Regions from separate parts of the Mus musculus genome. Here all the other regions are linked to region 3. The links are chromatin contacts, called in public HiCAR-type, HiChIP or PLAC-seq and promoter capture Hi-C maps. All regions are on one chromosome and are shown on one strand. The core of a region is the stretch at or near the end of the contact, and the rest is flanking DNA. Distances in the headings are between cores, read along the strand shown.

Region 1 (2,773 bases), core at 43-2,542, 830 kb before region 3:
ACTCCACGCTGGCCTGGACAGCAGCTGCTGGCAAGGTCCCCCATCATGGCGGACAGTAGCTGAAGACACTGGGGCTCAAGGATCAGAGGGACAGATGCAGGCAGGAACCCAGGAGTGTGCCTGAAAAGCGCTTTGGGAGTCTGCCCAGCCCTCAGAGCCAAGTGTTTGATTAAAGCAAATGTCTGAGCTGGCCTCCCAGCCCCATAGTCACAGCACGGCAGGTGGGAGCCCAGTGTGAACTGAGGAACTGAGTGGGCCACAGGGGAAGGGTCCCACCCTACCATGCAGTTGCTGAATCCAGGGTGTGTGGGTGGGGCATTGTCATTAGTCACCGGAAGAACTGCACTGAGTAGTGGCCCTGGAATGGGCAGTGACCACACCTTGGCCAGAGCACCCGTGGTCAGCATCCAGAGGGAGTCTGGTAAAAGGAGGAGGCTATGGAGATGAGGTATCTACAGCCCCTGCAGACACACACTCACTGCGGTGGTGCCGGCCGGTAAGAACAGCACCCAGCCGTGGACTCAGCGGAAGAGAAGTCATGGTGTGTGGTTAGGGGTGGTGGTGACAGACAACCCTGTCCTTCCTGAGGGTGCCAGTGTGGGAGGAAGGCCTCATTACCTGCCCTACACCTTTGCCAAGTCTACACCTAGCTAACTCGATGCCTTATCTCCCAGCCACCTTGACAGCCACTGGGGAGGTAGGTATGATCATACTCCGCCATTTAGAAGGGCAGGCCCTGTGGCTTTATGTCTGGATGGGCAGCCAACTCTGGAAAGTATGACCAGCCATGAGGCCGCATGGTGAGAGAGACAGAACATACCACTGTTGTCACAGACTGAGTGTGTTGCTGGAGCTGTCGCCCGAGAGGGACCTGCTTAGCCATGAGTTCTAAACCTTGAACCCCTCAGAACCAAGAATTCCTGCCCAGTTTCATGTCTCCCGAGGCTCCTAAGGAGGGGTATATCATATACCAGAACACCTCATCTGCCTACAGAAGGGACTGGGTGTCCATGACCCTCCAAGCCCTCTCAGCAGTGAGGATGCTGCCTCTGTAAGCCCACCGTCTCTGGAGGGAGACCAAGGCAGGGCCACCATCAGGGTTCTCAAGAGTGGGCCTCCATGTCTCCACCGGGAACCTCCAGTGTCTGAGCCCGCGGTTGACCCGTGATGATGCTCTCTGTGCTGCAAGGGTGGCGCCCGCCACTCTTCATCAGACCACATCCTGTTTGCGTTGTCTCTTTGTCCTTTGGCCCACGGTGCCCCTTCCTTCACCACCAGCAGCCCCAAAGGAATCCTGGGGCTAGGAATGCATAGCAATCAGGCAGGCTGGGGCTCGCCTCTCCAGGGAGCTTTATAAAGCGGGGGAACCCCAGAGCCATGCCTGCTGGACCGGGACCTGAGCAGCTCTGCCTGACAACTGGGGTCCAGGGACTCACCTGCCCTTCTTAGAGCAGCCCTCAGCACAGTGAGTACAGCAAGGGACGGGAGGCCAGGCTCTCCAGGTGAGCTGGGTGCAGGCGGGTACAGCCAGCACCACGAGCCACACACCAGGAAGGGCGGGTGTGTGGGAGACCCGCAGCTTCATCCTCAGCTCAAGTTCCACCAGAGCCAGCCGGCCCTAGATGCCAGCCAGGAAGTATTAATCTCTGGGGATAAAGACCATTCCTGGTCCTCCCCTTCTATGGGGAGAAGGGAATGAGACTTGTCTGTCCCATGTGGGGGGCCCTGCCCTCTCCACCCGTGCCTGAGGAAGCCCCTTTAGCAGCAGCAGACTGGAGGCTACTCCAGGCCCTGGGGACTAGGGGGCTTAGCAAGCTGGATTTGGGTAGAAAGCAGGGCTGCTTTTGTTGTTGTTTTTGAAGCTTTCTGGCTGCGCTCACTTCTTTGAAATGTTTTCAAGGGAGCTGTTTCTGGAAAGAAGTCGTCCCCCCTGTCCCCCCCCCTCCCCCCTCCGTCCCCCGCCACTTCCAGCTTCAGGGGCTTCCTCAGAGGATGAGCCAGCTCGGCTCAGCTCACCCATGGTCACTGCAAACACAAGCATCCTCTGTGAGGGAAGGGAACAGTTCCCACCAAGGGATGTGGGGGGGGGGACCTCGAGACAATGAGACAGGTATGGGGGCACAGAGTAATGAGGCTACCTTGAATTCAGCTCTCTTTCTTATAAAGCTGTAGGACCTAGGGCAAACCCTGAGGCTCTCTGTGCCTGAGGTCCTAGGGGGGGTGGCCCCGGGGTTGGTGGGCTGGATGGCTATCATCAGGAAGCAATCATTTCCCTAGAGACTGGCACAGGGAGAAACCACACTGACATTAGAGCCCAGAGCTGTGTGGTGGGGCAGCGTTTGCTGTAGACAGACTTACTGTACAGAGAAACCCATTCACCAGAGCCTGTCCTGCCCAGTGGGAGCTCAGTGGGTGCTGGCTGTCCCCAGCCTTGCCTCTAGCTCCTCCCCAGGTAGGAGTTTGACTTACACAAGGGCCACCAGGCCCATTTCCCCCTCCCAAGAGCAACTTGTTCCTGAATTAGGGAGACAGTGGGGTTTCCCAGCAGAGCTGCTAGACCTATTCATTATCAAGTTGAAAACACGGCAGCTTCTCACTCTGCCTACGGCCCAAGAGTCAATAATTATAATAGAAAATTGAACCCAAATGCACACAGCCCCGAGGGCCACCCGGGTACCTCTGCAAGCCAGCTGGCAGCTCTGGTATTCCAGTACTGAGCCACCAAGGCAGGCAGCTCCCCGGCTACAGGTGAATAGGAATCAGACTAATTGGT
Region 2 (2,700 bases), core at 52-2,551, 620 kb after region 3:
CCTAGGGCTGTGGGGGGAGGGGAGAGGGCAAGAGGGCTGGCAGGCAGAGTGAGGTTCAAGGGCTAAAGAAATTGCCACACTGTCAAGGGCAGGGTACATTTTTGCCTAGAGGTTAAGTGGGCTATGATGTGCCTCCAGCCTGGCAGGGCACTGAGTGAGAGACAAGGACATCAAATAGCAGGAGATATACTTCTCAGAGCATTTCAACAAGCCAGCGCACTAGCTCTCTGTGAGGCCTCAGTGGAGTCCTTCTCAGAGCACGCAAGGATAGGAATACTGAGGCTTTGAGAGATGAGGACCGAGGCTGGGCCGAGCACCCTAGCCATTGCCTGCTGCTTGCTTGTATCAAACCTGAGGGCCTTGAACGTCTGGGAAGGCCACCTGGTATTAGAGGTGAGCCTATTCTAGGATCCAGGCAGGAGGAGAGAGGGAAGGGGAGGCCTGGCATCTGTTTGCAGGTGAGTCCAGTTAGCCTTGTCTGTGCCCAAGAGGAAGGAAGGGTCCAAGCTCATCATCATATCCTACCTGTCTCTCTATTCTAATGCTGGCCACCAATCCTGCTCCACATTCTTGAGCAGGTAGGTTATCTGCTCCTCCACCCTGGCACCTTAGGCCTGATATCCCGGCTTTCCAATCCAGGCCCTCCTCTTTTGTGCAAGCCAACCCTACTAATTGGCCTGAGCATTCTCTCGTCCCACTTTGACCTGGCTGTGTTATCAGAACCAGGCAGTACTACAGCTCACTCTGCCTCATGTCCTGTTTGTCCCACCCCTGCACATCTCTGTGGGATCCCACGCAGCCGGGCATTGGGCAACCCCACAGTGAACATCAACAATATTCCAAGCTTCAGTATCTGCTCCTTGCGGAGCCTGGGCAGGGACCTTCCTGCTTTGGCCCCGACCTCCCTAGGACATCCTTGACCGCTGTCCACATACAGCGCTGCCCACAGCCGGCACACCTGGGGGGGGAGGTGCCCGCGACCATACTTTTAGATGCTCGCAGCGTTCCAGGCCCGGGAGTCTCCTCTCTGACCCAGCTCCTTTCTCGTTCCACCCACGGAGCCACGCATCCTCTCGAGCCGCCTGGTCCAGGGGATCCACTCATCCCACCTTGGACACCTTCGCGGGCTGGCTGGATCGCAGACCCCGGCGTGGGCCGGGTTCCATGCTCCGCAAGCCTCGCTTCTAGCCCTGCTGATCTGGTCGCCCGCGCAGTGGCCGTCACTCACCAGGGATCCCATCGCTGGGGAAGGGCAGCGTCTCCTTTCCAGGCGGCAATACAACCAAACCACGCCGCTGGATGGGGAAGGCGTGGCCTCGGGCCGGCCAACACAGCTCTGACCAATGAGCGTCTCCATATCGCTCCGCATCGGCGAGGCCCTTGGCCAATGGGGTGAGCTACGTGATCACGCAGACTCCGCCTCCCTCGCTTTTCGCACCGCCCCCTAAGTGTGGTTGCAGTGTGGAATGTCCTCTTCTCTCCTCCGATTGGTCACTAGGATTAGACAGACACACGGACACTAAAAAGGCGGTGGAGTTAGTGGACACCTGGGGCTTTCTGGGAAGCAGCTGCTTAGAGAGTCTCTGCCACACGCTGGTCCTCAGCGTTGTTGTCACTGGGATGTCACACCTGATTACCAAACTCCTGCGCTACACATACTCTCACACCAACAGGCACACACGCATGCACGCACACGCACATCTACAACCCTTATTTATGCATGGTTTGGTTTGGTTTCTTGGTTTTGGATTTTTTTTTTTTTTTTTTTTTTTTTTTTTTTTTTTTGAGACAGGGTTCCTAAAGGATCTATGCTTTGGAGACTAGCAGGTTTTGTATGTTTGTTTTTTAGTTTGGTTTGGTTTGGGGTTTTGGTTGGTTGGGTTGGTTTTTGGTTTTTTTTGTTTTGTTTTGTTATTTTCTGAGGCGATTTTTTTTTTGTGTAGCCCAGGCTGTCCTGGAACTCCTGCCCTCTGTTGGGATTAAAGCCAGGTGTCACCACCGCACTGCCCGCTGATCTTGAATTCTTGATCCTCCTGCCTCCAATCGCCTGAAGTGCTGGAATTATTGGGGTTTTTTTTGTTTGTTTGGTTGGTTGGTTTGGTTTTTTGGGTTTCTCTCTCTCTCTCTCTCTCTCTCTCTCTCTCTCTTTCTTTCTTTCTTTTTCGAGACAGGGTTTCTCTGTGTAGCCCTGGCTGTCCTGGAACTCACTTTGTTGACCAGACTGGCCTCGAACTCAGAAATCTGCCTGCCTCTGCCTCCCAAGAGCTGGGATTAAAGGCGTGCACCACCACTGCCCGGCGAAGTGTTGGAATTATATACAAGCATGTGAAACTCTGCCCAGCTACATCCAAATTCTAAATTAGTAAATAATTATTATTTGAATATCAGGGGAAAAAAATAAAGGCCAAAGTGAACTTTTTTGGTAAAAGGTGCAAGTAGTGCCTATATAGGCCAGAAGAGGGCGACCTCTGATCGCCTGGAACTGGAGTTACAACTGAGAGGAATTCTGTGGGTGCTGGGAATTGAACCCTAGTTCTCTGCAAGAACAATACACTGGGCTTACCAATTGAGCCATCTCTCCAGCCTCCAGTTACTGATCCTTTTCAGCCAGTGTGAGTTACTGAATAAAGACATGCAATTATAAATGGCTTTAACAGGACAGAGCTGGATGCTGTCTGAATGGTCACTATGGCCAGCTAC
Region 3 (2,905 bases), core at 346-2,845:
ACTTGTGTCAAACGAGAATCAACTCCGTCTGCCAGAGCCCAGGGAGTTGGTATCACCTGGCATTCTGGCTTCAAGGATGGGAATGCAGATACAAACAAGGGACAACTTGTTTGTATCAGATGTCCCTCTCTGTATCTTCAAATGAGGAATGTCTCAAAATGCTCTTGACCTTGTGACTTTCCTTGGAGGCACCAGAGAGGCCCAGTACCCTAGAGGTTAAGGGGTAAGGCATGGTTAGGCAGGGAAATTAAGAGCCACCTCTGAGCCTGTGAGAATTGTACACCCAAGTCCCTGGATTCATGCAGCAGTTCCCAAGGTGCCTCTTTTTCAGCCAACAGAGACATGGTGTCCAATGACTGCCATCGACATCTGAAGATGGTTGATCTAATCTCCAGTGGGGTCAAGACTTTTGATACTTAATGCCTCTTTGATCAAAGCTAAAAGGCTGTTTCAAGACATCCCGAGTTTTCTCTTTGTCCCAGTCTAAGGGGAATATGACAACTTCAGAAAAAAAAATGTTCTGGAAAAAAGCCAAGGCATGGCAGACATGCCCTCCCTGCTTCAGAATAGTCTTCTGGAAAAAGTGTCCATCAGCCCCTCCCCCAGCCCATAAGCTGGCACACCAGCTGCAGCAGCAGCAGGGAAGACCCACAGAGGCCCGCTGTCCCTGAAGCACACCCTGCAGCTGTGAAAGCTCTGTCCCCAACCCAGCCTCACCTCCCAGCTGCAGAACTTGAAGTACGGGTTACTTCTCTTACGCCTCGGTAGCCTCGTTTTTTGAAAGAGAGACCCAACTGCATCTACTTCGTGGGATTTGATGGAAGGCTTCTAGAAGAGACTGCTTACCCCAGTGCCTGCCACAGTTAAGTGTCGAGTAAGAAGCGCTGTGCTCCAGAGGAAACTAGTAATTAAGGAGTCCCTAAAAGTCCCATGTGAGCTATTACGCATGCACTTATCCATCTTATAAGTGTTTATAGACACCTTTAAAAACTAACTACCGTCGCAACATCTCGGGGGTGTAAGGTGCTTATGGCAGAGCGACAGTCCTCCAGGCCAAACGAGTCCTCCCAAGCTCTCAAAGAGCAGTCCCTGGCCTCTGAACGTCAGTGGTACCTCTCCTAGGGACGAATGGCTGCAGGCCAACCTGGTATGGACAGTCAGCACCGGGACTGATATTCACCCCCGGCAAGGTGATCAGCTTTTGTGAGTGAGGAATAAATGTGCACGTCCGAGCCCTGGAGCCCGAGTGGCCTCCTGCTGGCCTTCCAAGCGACGTGCGGCCTGCTCAAAAGCCAGAGCCGTGGGGGTTCGGGGCGGGCACGGGAGTCGGTGATGGGATGATAGGCGGCGGGGACCTCTTACCAGGTCCTGGCCGCCCCGCAAAGCCAGGCCTCCCCTGCTCCCAGCGGCTGGACGATGATCCCCGCTCTAGCGGCCCAGCCCCCGGCAGCAGGCAGCAGCCGTCAGAAACTCACCTGCCGTCGCAACCGCGCCGCCTGTCAGTCAAGCTAGCCCACCGCGGCGCTGCCTAGAGTCTTGTGGCTCTGCCTGCCACGCCCCGCCTCCTCACCGTCAGACGTCCAATCGGGAGAGCCTATGCCAGGAGCGGGGGCGGTGTCACAGGTCACAGCCTACTAGAGGGCGGTACCGGGCACGCCGGAGGCGTGGCCGTGCGAGTGGTGAGTGCCCAAGCATGCCGGGAGTCGGGGGAGTGGCCGTGCTGCTGGGGTTTCACCGTGTGGTTCGAAGGCCGTCCTGTTGAGCGGTGAGCATGGTTACTCGATGGGCGTGGTCGAGGGTGTGGCCACGCGGCAATACCTGCCCTTGCTTTTCGGAGTTCGGAGTGGTTGCCTGCCCTGCTGAGGCGGGGCCCTACGGGCTTGGGGTGTGGCCTGGCAAGGCGGAGGCGGGTCTGAGTGCAGCCGACGCTCTGACGACACTTCTGCGCGCCGGAAGAGAGAGGTTCCCTGGACTACGCGTCTGGTAACGCAGCGCCAAGGGTCTGGTTCCGCTATGCGGATTACTGGGAAAACATTCCGCCGGCGCCGGGCTGACTCGGAGTCGGAGGAGGATGAACAAGAATCAGAGGAGGTTCGGTACGTGTTGCTGAGACAGGCTTGGGACTGGATACCGGCCAGCGCCACGCAGAGGCTCCTAGGGATAAGGCCACATCGCGGCTGGGAGAGGTGCCCCGGGGTCGCATGGGTCTGACTGCCGATGACCACTGGATCAGGGACTCGGCAAAGGGACATGTCCTTAGAACGGAGTTTGGCTTTTGAGTTCCGCAGGTCTCAACCTGTGCGTCACTTTTTATTCCTTTTTTTCCCCCAGGCTAAAACTGGAAGAAACCCGAGAGGTGCAGAACTTGCGGAAGAGGCCAAATGGGGTGAGGTGGGTACCACGGGGGTGGTCGCGGCGTCATTGATTTCCAGCTAAAACAAAAATTTCCAGCTAGGGTCGCAGTCACAAATCCCTCCTTTGACATACAGTTCTACTGATCATAGAGGGAACTAAGGTTCTTTATAAATGTTTGTCACATGCCCTGAACCTGATGGTCTATGGGTCTGCTCCAAGTCACTAACTGTAAATTTTAGCTGGACTGATGAATTGTGATTGACAACGTGTTAAGAGATAAGAATTTGGGAAACTTAGGTTAAAAAGTATAATAAATAAACAATAGCCTGGTTTGGTGCAATCCTATCACAGGGAGTTTGAGGGCAACCTAGGCTTCATAAGAAGAATAAAGAAAAAGAAAAAAACTTGAGGTAGAGAGACAGCATTTATAATAATATTTCCATTTATTTCCCACCTATTTCTTTTTTAGTTTATCCCATGCTTTTAAAGAGTTAAATCATCATATTACTGTGAGCCTCTGACCATGGTGTGTGTTTTCCAGAAAACCTTT
Region 4 (3,041 bases), core at 48-2,547, 780 kb before region 3:
TCTCCCTCCCTCTAAGTGGTAGGCCCTGAGCTCATGCCATCCACACCAAGCTCCTCTCAGGAATCCAGGCCCTGAAATCCCCGGAGGGGCTGAAATCTTACTGTGACTTATAGCGAAGTCCCTTATACTCCCTTCTAGCAAAGGGAGAACATCCTCTACCCGAGCTGGGCACCTAAGTCTGAGCTGGGTCATGTGGGGCCCTGTAGGTCTTTGAGTCAAAGACTTGGAAGGGGGGTCGGGGAAGCAGGTTAGATATTGAAAAGCCTTCAATTCTTTACAATTCAAAACAGTAGAAATCCAAATTGCTCTGAAGAAAACTTTACATTTTTACTCCTATCTTAACTCTTACATGAAACAGCCAGAAAAGCCAGGGCACCACACATCTGTGAGTGCTTCTGCCCTTCTGAAGAAGGCAGCAGTCCCCACAAAGGTCAGCTATACTCTAACAGGCCTGGCCACAGCCGAGTCCCCAGCACTCACCACTCACCCTTTTCCCTTGCCATCCTTTTAGACCCAAACACTAAAGACAACAGGAAGGAGGCATGGAATTGGAGGAGCAGGGTAAAGCAGGCAAAAGCAACAGGCTCCTGGCTCTAAGTTTATGCAAAGAACAAAACATGAGGGGCTCCCTCACCAAGCATCAAACTGGAAGCTCTCAAAACTCCTGGAAATACAAGCAAAACCATTCTTTCTCTTCTAAAAAGAGACAATCCCCAAGACCTCTTCATGGTCTGCAGAAAGGTGGGGGTGGGGGTGGAAAGTTCACATGAAATTCTGTACCCATAAATGGTAGAGCGGGATCCCTTTGTACGCGGCACTTGGTGTAGGTCCACCTTTGTGACATACAATTCCCAGTTGGCAGTGGAAACACCACAACGTGGGCTCACAAGGACCTTAAGGCCTGTGGCACTGACTTTTTCAAACTTTCTGGGCAGGAGCCACACTATGCGCTTGGGCCCCGCCAGCGCCAAAGCCGCGGCTCTCTCTCTCTTTCTGGAAGTCCGAATGAGCCACCAGCACCCGCAGAGGCCTCAGAGGGAGAAGACTGGGGACCTAGAACACACAGGGCACGGGCGGGCAGGACAGTCCTGGTGGGCCCCGCGCCCAGGCCAGGATTTACCTTCCAGGTAGCAGCTGGAGGACGAAGAGAGCCCCTTCTTGGATTTGCAGCCCACCAACTTCAAACAGATCTCCAACATGGTCCCGTGGCCACGGCGAAGGCCCCACCACCCCGGGCCCCCAGCCCCGCCAGGCCGCGCTCCCAGCAGGCCCGCGCCCAGGCCCGCGTCCCGCCTCCCGCCTCCCGCCTAGGCCGGTAACAAAGGGCCCAGCGCCCCGCCCCAGCCGTCCCTTAACCCCTTCCAGGCCAAGGGAAGGCTCCACGCCCTCCCCAGCTGCGTAGCTGCGCTGGCGTAGCCCCTGCCCCTGCCGCGTGTCCGGGAAGGTCGGTGGAAATGCAAATTCCTCTCAAGTTACCAGGACTGGTCTCGGGGAGCGACTGTGATTAAACCTAAAGTGGGTATCTGAGGAATGTGAACAGTCAGGGCTGGAACCCACAGGAATACCGAATACCGGACGCGGGTCCAACCACCCATTTAGACCTGGAGTTGTGAGTTTAAGCTTAGGGAAATGTCTCTATGGTGCGTGTTCATTGTGGGCTGGAATGGCGGTCCTTCCTGACCTCATTTTTACAAGAATTTCCCCTGTTTTTGGTGCCACAGGTAATGTTTGAATCCATTTCACGGTGAGTTTTTGTTTTCCTAAACGCTAGCTCGAGGTTACCAACAAGATTTTAACTAAGCAATGGTCACAGCAGTGGACTACTGGCACTAAGTTGGTGGGAAACAAGGACCCCAACTACAACAAATCTAATAAAAACTCACCCAAGTTCCAATGACAAGGGAAAAATAAACTTATGAAATAATGTCACATAACTAAAAGTCTGGTCCCCATCCTTGCACTTGAAGAGCTGACTGTCCCAGGATGGTTCTCTGAGAAGTGCTCCATGTGCCTTGGTACCCAGAGGGTGCGTGCACCTAATCCTGTGAGGAAAGTTATATCATGACCCAGATTCTTCATGTGAGAACAGACACTCCAGAAGGTCACATGGTGGAAACCAGAAGACTCAACTCAGTCAGGGTCTGCCTGGTTCCAAAGTTTGGTCTCTTGGCTTCTAAGCAGACTGTACCGGATAGCTAGATCCATGACAAAAGTTATCACCTGCCGGGCGTGGTGGCCCACGCCTTTAATCCCAGCACTCAGAAGGCAGAGGCAGGTGGATCTCTGAGTTCGAGGCCAGCCTGGTCTACAGAGTGAGTTCCAGGACAGCCAGGGCTATACAGAGAAACCCTGTCTCGAAAAGCAAAAGAAAAAAAAAAAAAAAACAGTGCCATGACTGTGCCTGTGACAGGCCTCTCAGCCAGGATGTCACACACTTTTCGTGCTAATCAACCCAAAAATGTGTCTGTGCCAAAAATGTGTCTGAAGCCAAGTGGACCTACTTTGCTGCCAGAACAGGCCTCACAAGTACCCAGGGGACTTTCAGAACTCACGCCATTCAATCTCCTGGAGAAAAGGACCAGAGTGCCCAGGAGGCAAGGGTACCAACTGGATACTTTCCTGATCCTGGGAGACCATTTTCTGTGAGAGCCCACATGCTGACTAGCGCTGTCTTGATCCTGCCAACCTCTCCATGATTCCATGATGCCGACCGTAACACTGAGGGGGTGCCACCAGTACACAAATGATGCCGACCGTAACACTGAGGGGTGCCACCAGTACACAAATGCTGCCGACCGTAACACTGAGGGGTGCCACCAGTACACAAATGATGCCGACCGTAACACTGAGGGGTGCCACCAGTACACAAATGATGCCGACCGTAACACTGAGAGGGTGCCACCAGTACACAAATGCTGCCGACCGTAACACTGAGGGGTGCCACCAGTACACAAATGCTGCCGACCGTAACACTGAGGGGTGCCACCAGTACACAAATGATGCCGACTGTAACACTGAGGGGGTGCCACCAGTACACAAAT
Region 5 (2,877 bases), core at 91-2,590, 810 kb after region 3:
CATTCTGGTTGAGGTGTGGCACCTGGTGGGAGAAGCGAGGCTCAGGAGCACACCTCGGACCTTCCATTAGGCATGCCCCAGCTCTTAATGTCAATGCCCAAACATTTGAAGGACAAGGGCTCAAAGAAGGGCTCCCTCCTTACGGCTCTGTGACTACAGTTTTTGAGCCAGTGCTAGCCACACTCCATTCCTGGCACTCCAATGCTCTAAGCTTTCCCCATCTCAAGGGAAGGAGGAAGGAGGGGACATTAGTCATTCAGAGACCCCCAAGGTCTCTTGGAACTCCCAAACCTTAGGTCAAGCTCTAAAGGCACGGGGACTGGACAGTGCTGGTGTGCACCTTTAATCCCAGCACTCAGGAGGCAGAGGCAGGCAGATCTCTTGAGTTCCTGGGCAGCCTGGAAAATCGAGCAACAAAAGGTGTGGGGTGGGATATGGTCTCCTGTCCATCTCCATCCACTGGGTGGATGTCCCAGGAACCTACTTCACAATCAAGACCCTGCTGGGAGCAGGTGCAGTGCTAACAGTGTGCCCTGGAGGCCTGACTGGCCCTAGGCCAGCAGGGTAGACTGAGGAGTCAAGCTCCCGGGTTCCCTGAGGAAGCACACTGGGTGGCTTGCTGACAGGCATTGCTGCAGCCCGTCACTACTTGGTGCACTGCTTCCCACGGGAGGCTGAAGAAGGATAAACCCCGGATTCTGCAGTGCCACTGTAAGATTCCTCCCTCCCGCCACGGTGCACGTGTAAAGTAAGATCTAGACGCTGCAGTCGGGCGGGCGACCAGGGTCCGAGACTACCTGAGGCGCTACGTTGCTCAGGTAGAAGGTGTCGTCCATGGCCCGCTGACTCCAGCGGTGGTTGGCGGCGGCGGCCAAATGGCCGCGGTCAAAGCCACTGCCGCGGTAGTCCGCATTGGTGGCGCGGTGGTACGCGTGCACAGAGTCATCCTCGCGGAAGTCGCAGGCGCTACGGTCCCCGTCGCCACGGAGCCGCTCTGGCCTCAGCTGCTCCAACACCCAGAGCGCACCGCGCGTGCGCGGGTCGTAGCTAAGCACGTAGGACTCGCGGCTCCGGAGCTGCGCCACGCCGGGCAGCCCGTACTTGGCCAGTTCCCCGGTGCCGCCCGCCGGTCCCCCCGGCAGCGCGGGAAGATCGGCCGCGACCACCGGCAACAATGGCACTCGGCCCAGCAGCCCCGGCGCTTTGCCCTCCCGCCGCCGCCAATGCTCTGCCGCGGCGCCCAGCCCCGCGCCCAGCGCTAGGGTCAGGCCGGCCCGCAGCGCGCGCATGCCTACCGGAGGACAAGGACGCTACTGATGTTAGCACAGAGTGAAGGAGCCTGTGCTGGCGTGGCCCCCGACGCCCTTCAGCTGCCCTTTTAAGACGTAGCTGGGTCCTGGTGCCGCCCTACTCGCTTGCCATTGGTCGTTCCACGTCGGGCTCCGCCTCGCCATGTACACCTCACATGGCCCTGCTTTTAAACAGGACAGAACCCCAGATCTGTCAGACCCCTCAGGTGCACCCACCCTCCTGCCACCAAACGAGCGAAGGATTTCTCTAGATTGATTAACAGAAGAATGCAGGTGTAGCTATTGATAGCCGCCTGGAACCTAAGCTTGCTATATAAGGTTAGAGAAAATAGCTATGCTAGGGTCATACTTTTCAACCCACTTAAAGGGTTTGGCCTGGGAAGTATGTTGTGTTGGCCAATGTTTCCTGTCCGTAGGTCAGGGGCTGGCTAAAGATATTTCCTACATTTCAGATGGAATAGTATTTAACTTATGAATATTTTAAGACATCAACTTCCTTACAACCTATTAAGACGGAGGAAGACCGATACATAAAAACTGAAGAAAATAGGGCTGAGAGTGTACAGTCAGAGCCACACTCATTAGCATGGGACAAAACCAATTATACATTAAAAGATAATTGGGGGATGGCTGGGGGGATGGCTGAGGGGTTAAGAGCTCTTCCAGAGGTCCTGAGTTCAGTTCCTAGCAACCACGTGATGGTTCACAACCATCTGTAATGGGATCAGATGCCCTCTTCTGGTGTGTCTGAAGACAGTGTATTCATATCCATAGAATAATTCTTTTTGTAAAAGGATTTATTTATATATTACATATACAATGTTCTGCCTGCACGATACCTGCAGTCCAGAAAAGGGCACCAGACTTCATTATGGATGGTTATGAGCCACCATGTGGTTGCTGGGAATTGAACTCAGGACCTCTGGAAGAATAGCCAGTGCTCTTAACATCTGAACCATCTCTCTAGCCTGAATAATAATTTTTTTTCTTTTAAGATACATTGGGAAATAGGGCATCTGCAGGTGTTGATGGGTAAGAAGGCAATGGAGGGAAATCATACAAATACCGTGTACATGTGTGAACATGTTATGATGAAACTTGGGCTTGTTTGCTTGGTTGGATTTTTTTAGACAGGGTTTCTCTGTGTAGTCCTGGCTGGCCTGGAACTCACTCTGTAGACCAGGCTGGCCTCGAACTCAGAGATCCGCCTCCCTCTGCCTCCTAAGTGCTGGAATTTAAGGTGTATGTCACCACAGACTGTTGAAAAAATGAAAAAAAAAAGACAAAGTTGTAGACTGGAGACATGGTGCAGCAGTTCAGAGCACATGTTGGTCTAGCAATGGACCCAGGTTCAGTTCCCAGCACCTATATGGTGGCTCACAACCATCTGTAACACCAAAGGATTTGTAGGCAAACACCTATATAGACAACATAATTTTGTTTTGTTTTGTTTTTTAAAGATTTATTTATTTATTATATGTAAGTACATTGTAGCTGTCTTCAGACACTCCAGAAGAGGGAGTCAGATCTTGTTACAGATGGTTGTGAGCCACCATGTGGTTGCTGG
Region 6 (2,783 bases), core at 226-2,725, 930 kb after region 3:
CGGAAAGAGTGTCAAATCTCCCTGGAACTGGACTTGCAGACAGTTATTAGCTGCCACGAGGGTCCTGGGAAGTGAACCTGAGTGTCTTGGAAAAGCAAGCAGCCAGTGTTCTTAATCTTTGAGCTCTGAGTATGATTTTTGGAATCCTTGGTGATGTTTGCAAAGCAGTCCTTGTTAGGAAGACTTTTCTATGGCTTTTTATTATCCCTCCCAGTGCTGCTAATCTAATCGGCCTTCCTGGCCTTGGCTGCTCTGCTGAGGGGCATCCTGTCCCTGGGTGGTGCACTGAGAACAGGACCACGGCAGGCTTCCTAGTCTCAGAAAAGAGGAAATAGACCCAGAGGCCTAAACTAGCAGATGGTTGTCTAGAGGCTCCAGGCTTGGTTTGGGGGATCAGGCAAGCCACCTGTAAGATCTTACTGGGTGACTTTGGACGATTCCATATCTGACTGTAAGAGGCACAGGAGTAATAACAATTGAGCTATAGGGGTAGTTCATTGGTAGAACATAGGAGCTGGCATGCAGAAAGCCCGGGGTTCAACCCCAGCACTTCAAAAAGCAAACCAGCTAACTAACAAGCAAGCACACGGAAGGCTAAGGATTTAATAAGATAAACACTCATTTCTAAGCCTCTGCCGGCAGTGGTGGCGCACGCGTTTAATTAATCCCAGCACTCGGGAGGCAGAGGCAGGCGGATTTCTGAGTTCAAGGCCAGCCTGATCTACAAAGTGAGTTCCAGGACAGCCAGGGCTATACCGACAAACCCTGTCTCGAAAAACAAAAGAAACAAACAAAAAAACCCAAACAAACATAAGCCTTTGGGTGCTTGGCTTGACACACTATAGGCACGCACTAACTTGTAGTTAACATTTCGTGTGTGTTGAGGACTGAACCTGGGGCCATCTATCATTGAGATCAACTTCTCCTGTGGTTAGTCTCGAATTTTAATTTAACAAGCATTTTATTTTATTGTTTATGTAAATTTATTATTAGGCCTCCCATCCATTCAATCCCACGTTCGATCTGTGTATGATCTATTTCATTCCATTCATTGGAAATGATGCCAACTCAAATGGCGCAAAGTACAGTTCTGGAGTAGTCGGCTGCTTCCAGCCCGGCCGGTTCTCCGGACCAGCATGGCCCACTAGGCCTGCGGCGGTCCTGCCTCTGCGCCCGGCCGCTCAGCGCCATCTTTGAACCTGGAGCCCACGCCTCACTTCCGCTCTTTTCCTTATACCACGAAGAGCTGTTCCGGACCCCCAAATGGCCTCTGGGCATAGGGCAATCCCAAATCGCTGCGGTTTTGTTGTATTGGCTGATAAACATTTTCATTATTTTTCTTCTGGGCCTTAAAGACGATGCTGTAACCAGTTCAAAAACGGCGCCCACAGCTTCACTTCCTCTCGTCGGACTTCCGTTTGTGGGGGGCGAACCCGCTAAGGTCACGTTCCAGGGCGCAGGCGCGAGAGGGCGGGACCGTCGCCATGGCAATGTGCGCGTCGCCCAGGCCTTTTCGGCGCGTTGGAAGCGCTGGAGCTGCTGCCCTGGCTGCTGGCGGGGCTGGCGGCGCCGAACGGCGAGGGCGGCCTGCGCCTCTTCAGGATGAGACCCTGGGCGTGGCGTCCGTGCCCTCGCAGTGGAGGAGCGTCCAGGGGATCCGCGGGGAGACGGTGAGGGCGCGGGCCCGCTATGGCAGCGCGGGCGGGAAGGCCTGGCGCAGCGTTGTGTTTTCACGGCTTTTTTGTTTTTGTTTTTTCGAGACAGGGTTTCTCTGAGTATCCATCCCTAGCTGTCCTGGAACTCAGAGATCCGCCTGCCTCTGCCTCCCAAGTGCTGGGACGAAAGGCGTGCGCCACCACTGGTCCGCGTGTTTTCATGTTTTAATGAAAAAACTCACAGATGCTTTCGCGTTAGCCTTTTTTTCGGTCTCTGAGGAGAAAGAAACCAACCAACGAAAACAAACAACAACAAAAGCAAACCAGGACAACAGAACTCTTAGGGGTCCCATGCTGTCGTTAAATGACATGTAGTTAATTTACATGGTGGATCGTGCACGTGTCACAGCGCCTGTGGAGGTCAGAGGAGAACTTTACACAAGGTTGTTATTTCTTTGCACCACGAGGGGCCTGGGAATCCAACTCAGGGTGTCATGCTTGGCTAAGTGCCCTTACCAGCTGAGCCATTTTTGGAAGTTTTTTTTTTTTTTTTTTTTTTTGTGAATAGCAGTTTTTAGGCATTTCAACTTGACATTATTGGTGTTTGAAATGGTCAGATACCTTGAGGGCTAGCTTGAACGGTTTTCTATGTTCCTTTGTTGTTGTTCTTTTGTTTGTTTGTTTGCTTTTGTTTTTGTGAGACATGAGTTTCACTGTGTGCCCTGGATGTCTTGAAACTTGCTCTGGAAACTAGGCTGGCCTTGAACTCAGAGATTGCTGGAATTAAAGGCCTCTCTCACCACTGCCCTGCTATGGTTTTCTAGTGTAACCCAAAAACATACAAATAATGAGATAACGGAGGCCTGATGCTGACCAACTGGTGTGTTAGGGATTCATCAGCAGGGAACCTGGAGATAGCTGCTTTCCCGGTGGTTGCAAGGATTACAGTAAGCCATGTATGTAGACAATGTACTGTAATGCCACATCGGTGTGTCATGTTACCGACAGAGCAGGGCTGAGGAACTGTTGGAAAAATGGATGTTGAGTGGCATTTGAGAAGACCAGATCAAGCGTGAGCACTGGCCGACTCTGGAGCTGGGGTCAGCACATTTGTTTGAGGTGTTGGAA
Region 7 (2,967 bases), core at 43-2,542, 860 kb after region 3:
TTTTTTGTTTTAGAGACATGGTTATTTTGTGTAGTTTTGGCTGTCATGGAACTAGCTTAAACTAACGGAATCTGCCTATCTCTGCTTCCTGAGTGCTAAGATTAAGGTGTATGTATAGTATTTTGTGTGTGTGTGTGCGCGCGCTCAATGATAGAATTCCTGTCTGCCACAGGACCTGGGTTTGAGCCTCCACATCCCCTCCCTTCTTTCTCTCTAACCTCACTCCAGGGCATTCCTTAAGCAAAAAGTGTTGTTAGTTTACCAGATGTGGAGGGCAGTAAGAAAAATGTTTAAGCCTACTGCCTGATTGTTTGAGCTTAGAATGACAGAGATGCAAAGAGCCCACACTGATTTCAACTGTGAACGTTCTGGACAGGAGACCAGAAGGAAACAATTTACTGAGGGACTGGGTAAGGAGAGAAGGTAGATGAAAAGTCTGGATGCCCTGATTGTGAGACTGCAGAAGGAACGAAGGGATTTGTGTTCGGAGGCTATGGTAGAAATCAAGAGAAGAAATGGTGATGGGGCCAGTGAGATGGCCCAGCATGTAAGGGTGCTTGGTACAAGCATGGTGAGGACTGAATTTGATCCCTGAAACCAACGTGGCTGGTGTAGAGAACCCTCTCCAGCCAACAGTGCTCTGATCTCCTGCACATGTGCATATGCATGCACACATATAAATAAATGGGAAAAAAATCTTAAAATGAAAAGGAAGTATAGACCAGAGAGCTTGTTCGGTTCCTACGTTTGTGGGGCTTACAACTACCTGTAACTTCAGCTTCATGGGCTCCGGGGCTATTGTCCTCAGCAGGCAGCTGCCGTCACGTGCATAAGCACATATACACTTATGTACATAATTAAAATAATATTTTTGAAAGATAAAATGATGGACAGTAGGGCACTATTGGAGGAAGAGAGAAACAACTGTTAAGAGATCCTTGGTGACTAGAAGAAAACGCAGTGGCCAAGAACAGCCTCACTCCTGCTATCTGACAGCTCCTGGGTGAATGGCCCTTTTCGTGAAGGAAAGAAGGAGGAGCACATTTTGAGGGGCAATGTGGTGGCTGCTTAGAGACCGCCCAAAAGACGTCGGGTTGGGCACCGGGTGAGTCAGCACTAACTAGGTAAGATGGAGTCAATCCTGTCCTGAACCTGCTCCTGCGAGTTAGCCCCTCGCTAGAAGGAACCCTGGAAGCTAACGTGGAGACTGGGGCCTCAGCTTGGGCAGGAGCAGCCCAGAGAACCCGGAACCTTCAGCCGCCTCCGCCCACGTTCGCGGCGGGACAAGACGAGAGAACCCCTCCTCTGCTGCTAAGGGGCGGCCCGGAAGTGACGCTTTGTTGACAGCACACCCGCAGCCACAGGCTCTCCAAGCCTTCGGAACAGGATCGGGGGGAGGGGCTGGGCCCGGAGCCAAGCAGCCGGCGGCCCGAGGGCAAGGGAACGGCCTCCGTCCGGGGCTCCGGTCGCAGCATTCCCGCCCTGCCCCGCCCCGCCCCGCCGACCCGGACCCGGACCGGATCCGACCTCCTGCGGCGCTTTGGCCGCCGATTCCCCCGGGCCGCAGCCTCCGCTTGTAAGCCTGCGAAGCATCCTGTCTCCCCGTTGAGGGCCGCCCCCTCCTAGGGTACGTCCTAAATGCCGAGCCAAGAGACGTACCTGCATCCTTTTCTTCACCCTGTCTCAGGGTCTAAGCATTGTCGCTGCGACTCCTTGCAGAGGTCCACCACAGGCTAGTGGTGGGATGGCGCTCGTCGCCTGCCACCCAGGTCTGAGGATTTTGCCTTGAAAATTGAGCTCTCTCTAGAATGAGAACGACGCTCGCCCTTGCAAAATGGGGGCTCAACGTAGGGCTTAGGAGGCCAGCCTCTGCCCCTCCTACCTGTTGGATGAGTTTAGGTCTTCTCCCAACCCCCGAAGCCGTGCTACTTAAAAGCTTAGGGATGGCTTGGCTCCTGGATCAGCTCCCAAAATGCGATGCCAAGGTACAAGATAGTGCAACAGGGTCGGAAAAGAGCGGGTGGGCTTGCTGAAGATCAATGGCTCCCATAGGTGAGGTGAAACTAAAACTGACCGCTCTGGCTAGCTCTGGGTAGATTTAGCTGCTCTTTAACCAGTCAAAGCTTCCCCGGGTTTGCTTGTGCCTTGTGTGTATGACAGAGACGGGAGGGGGAGCAGAGGGTTGGGGGTAGTGGTGCCTAATGCCTGGGAAAAGCTAACTCAATGATGTTTCTGACAGAATGGTTCTCTACAGGCTTCAAGTTAGAGTGACCGGTGGAGATAGCATTGAAAGGGGGGTCACAGAAGCTATGCTTTGACCAAGAGGTTCTTGTTAGGTATGAAGGGTCGATGTGCTTTGCCTTATTCAGTAAATAAACGTACAACATGTTTGATAGTAATAGGTGTCACGAAGCAGAGACTGGGACCTCTGTATAGAATGGTCAGGGAAGGTCTCTAATGAGGTTTCTGTCTGAGCAGAGATGAGTGAGGTAGAAAGTCATTACAGCTTTCTGGGGGCTCAGCATTCAGCAGCAGGCGCAAAGATCCTGTGGTGGCAAGAGAACCCGCTTGGGTCTGAATGAAGGAGGCAGAGTGGGTGGCAAGGAAATCAAGTGAGAAGAAATAACCGCAGGGAACATATTAGGGACTGGCTTGTGATGCAGGGTTGATTTGTAATTTTTGAAATGTTGGAGAAGAATCAATTGTCTGAGGTGACAAATGACCAATGTACTTCAGCCCTGTGTTTTAAGTGCCCTCTTGCTGTCTGTACTGAACATCCATGGCAGAAATTAAAAGAGATTTCTGCGGGAAAGTCATGTCACATTACTGTTTCCTCGTAGTTAGAATGTGAGCAGGTGACCTTCTGCCTCGGTCTTTCCATCTGTAGAATAGGACTGCTAAGCTACAGGGTGCATGTGTGGCAGTGTGGTACATGACAGGAGGGATCCACCCACGACACAGTCCTGC

What was found. HiCAR-type assays count read pairs that join an accessible place to other places. HiChIP or PLAC-seq counts read pairs in DNA pulled down with a chosen protein or histone mark. Capture Hi-C pulls out chosen DNA fragments and counts their contacts.
Region 1: a contact with region 3 is called in a FOXA1 HiChIP or PLAC-seq map of pancreatic cancer cells. The contact joins the promoter of Qrfp here to the promoter of Usp20 in region 3. A contact is called at or near these places in 2 of 39 promoter capture datasets (hippocampal neurons and liver) and 1 of 115 datasets of contacts at active chromatin or transcription factors (pancreatic cancer cells).
Region 2: a promoter capture Hi-C map of adipose tissue shows a contact between it and region 3, with 5 times the contacts expected there. The contact joins the promoter of Miga2 here to the promoter of Usp20 in region 3. A contact is called at or near these places in 1 of 39 promoter capture datasets (the SN4741 cell line), 2 of 484 Hi-C or Micro-C datasets (CD4 T cells and muscle stem cells), 5 of 115 datasets of contacts at active chromatin or transcription factors (astrocytes, embryonic midbrain, large pre-B cells and 2 more) and 3 of 9 other capture datasets (adipose tissue, liver and macrophages).
Region 4: a contact with region 3 is called in a FOXA1 HiChIP or PLAC-seq map of pancreatic cancer cells. The contact joins the promoter of Abl1 here to the promoter of Usp20 in region 3. A contact is called at or near these places in 2 of 115 datasets of contacts at active chromatin or transcription factors (astrocytes and pancreatic cancer cells).
Region 5: an H3K4me3 HiChIP or PLAC-seq map of bone marrow-derived macrophages shows a contact between it and region 3, with 3 times the contacts expected there. The contact joins the promoter of Endog here to the promoter of Usp20 in region 3. A contact is called at or near these places in 2 of 39 promoter capture datasets (cranial neural crest and hippocampal neurons), 1 of 484 Hi-C or Micro-C datasets (CD4 T cells), 3 of 115 datasets of contacts at active chromatin or transcription factors (astrocytes, bone marrow-derived macrophages and embryonic stem cells) and 1 of 9 other capture datasets (liver).
Region 6: a contact with region 3 is called in a HiCAR-type map of astrocytes, with 2.8 times the contacts expected there. The contact joins the promoter of Wdr34 here to the promoter of Usp20 in region 3. A contact is called at or near these places in 3 of 39 promoter capture datasets (erythroid cells, hippocampal neurons and pre-B cells) and 1 of 115 datasets of contacts at active chromatin or transcription factors (astrocytes).
Region 7: a FOXA1 HiChIP or PLAC-seq map of pancreatic cancer cells shows a contact between it and region 3. The contact joins the promoter of Zer1 here to the promoter of Usp20 in region 3. A contact is called at or near these places in 5 of 115 datasets of contacts at active chromatin or transcription factors (astrocytes, double positive thymocytes, memory CD8 T cells and 2 more).

Annotation. Positions count from the first base shown.
Region 1 is chr2:31,809,099-31,811,871 of GRCm38.p6, reverse strand. It overlaps Qrfp (pyroglutamylated RFamide peptide), which reads left to right and starts at 1,292. Exons shown (of 2, transcript NM_183424.4): 1 at 1,292-1,465.
Region 2 is chr2:30,362,834-30,365,533 of GRCm38.p6, reverse strand. It overlaps Miga2 (mitoguardin 2), which reads right to left and starts at 1,301. Exons shown (of 16, transcript NM_001242407.1): 1 at 1,229-1,301.
Region 3 is chr2:30,980,969-30,983,873 of GRCm38.p6, reverse strand. Usp20 (ubiquitin specific peptidase 20) reads right to left here and starts at 1,595. Exons shown (of 25, transcript NM_028846.5): 1 at 1,476-1,595. It overlaps BC005624 (cDNA sequence BC005624), which reads left to right and starts at 1,933. Exons shown (of 9, transcript NM_144885.2): 1 at 1,933-2,096; 2 at 2,332-2,391. The coding sequence starts at 2,014.
Region 4 is chr2:31,758,195-31,761,235 of GRCm38.p6, reverse strand. It overlaps Abl1 (c-abl oncogene 1, non-receptor tyrosine kinase), which reads right to left and starts at 1,297. Exons shown (of 11, transcript NM_009594.4): 1 at 1,121-1,297. The coding sequence starts at 1,199.
Region 5 is chr2:30,169,987-30,172,863 of GRCm38.p6, reverse strand. Endog (endonuclease G) reads right to left here and starts at 1,340. Exons shown (of 3, transcript NM_007931.1): 1 at 798-1,340; 2 at 1-22. The coding sequence starts at 1,289. Gm31080 (a long non-coding RNA gene) reads right to left here. Exons shown (of 4, transcript XR_866091.1): 4 at 2,529-2,567.
Region 6 is chr2:30,047,571-30,050,353 of GRCm38.p6, reverse strand. It overlaps Wdr34 (WD repeat domain 34), which reads left to right and starts at 1,475. Exons shown (of 9, transcript NM_001008498.2): 1 at 1,475-1,670. The coding sequence starts at 1,485.
Region 7 is chr2:30,122,936-30,125,902 of GRCm38.p6, reverse strand. Zer1 (zyg-11 related, cell cycle regulator) reads left to right here and starts at 1,292. Exons shown (of 16, transcript NM_001290503.1): 1 at 1,292-1,627.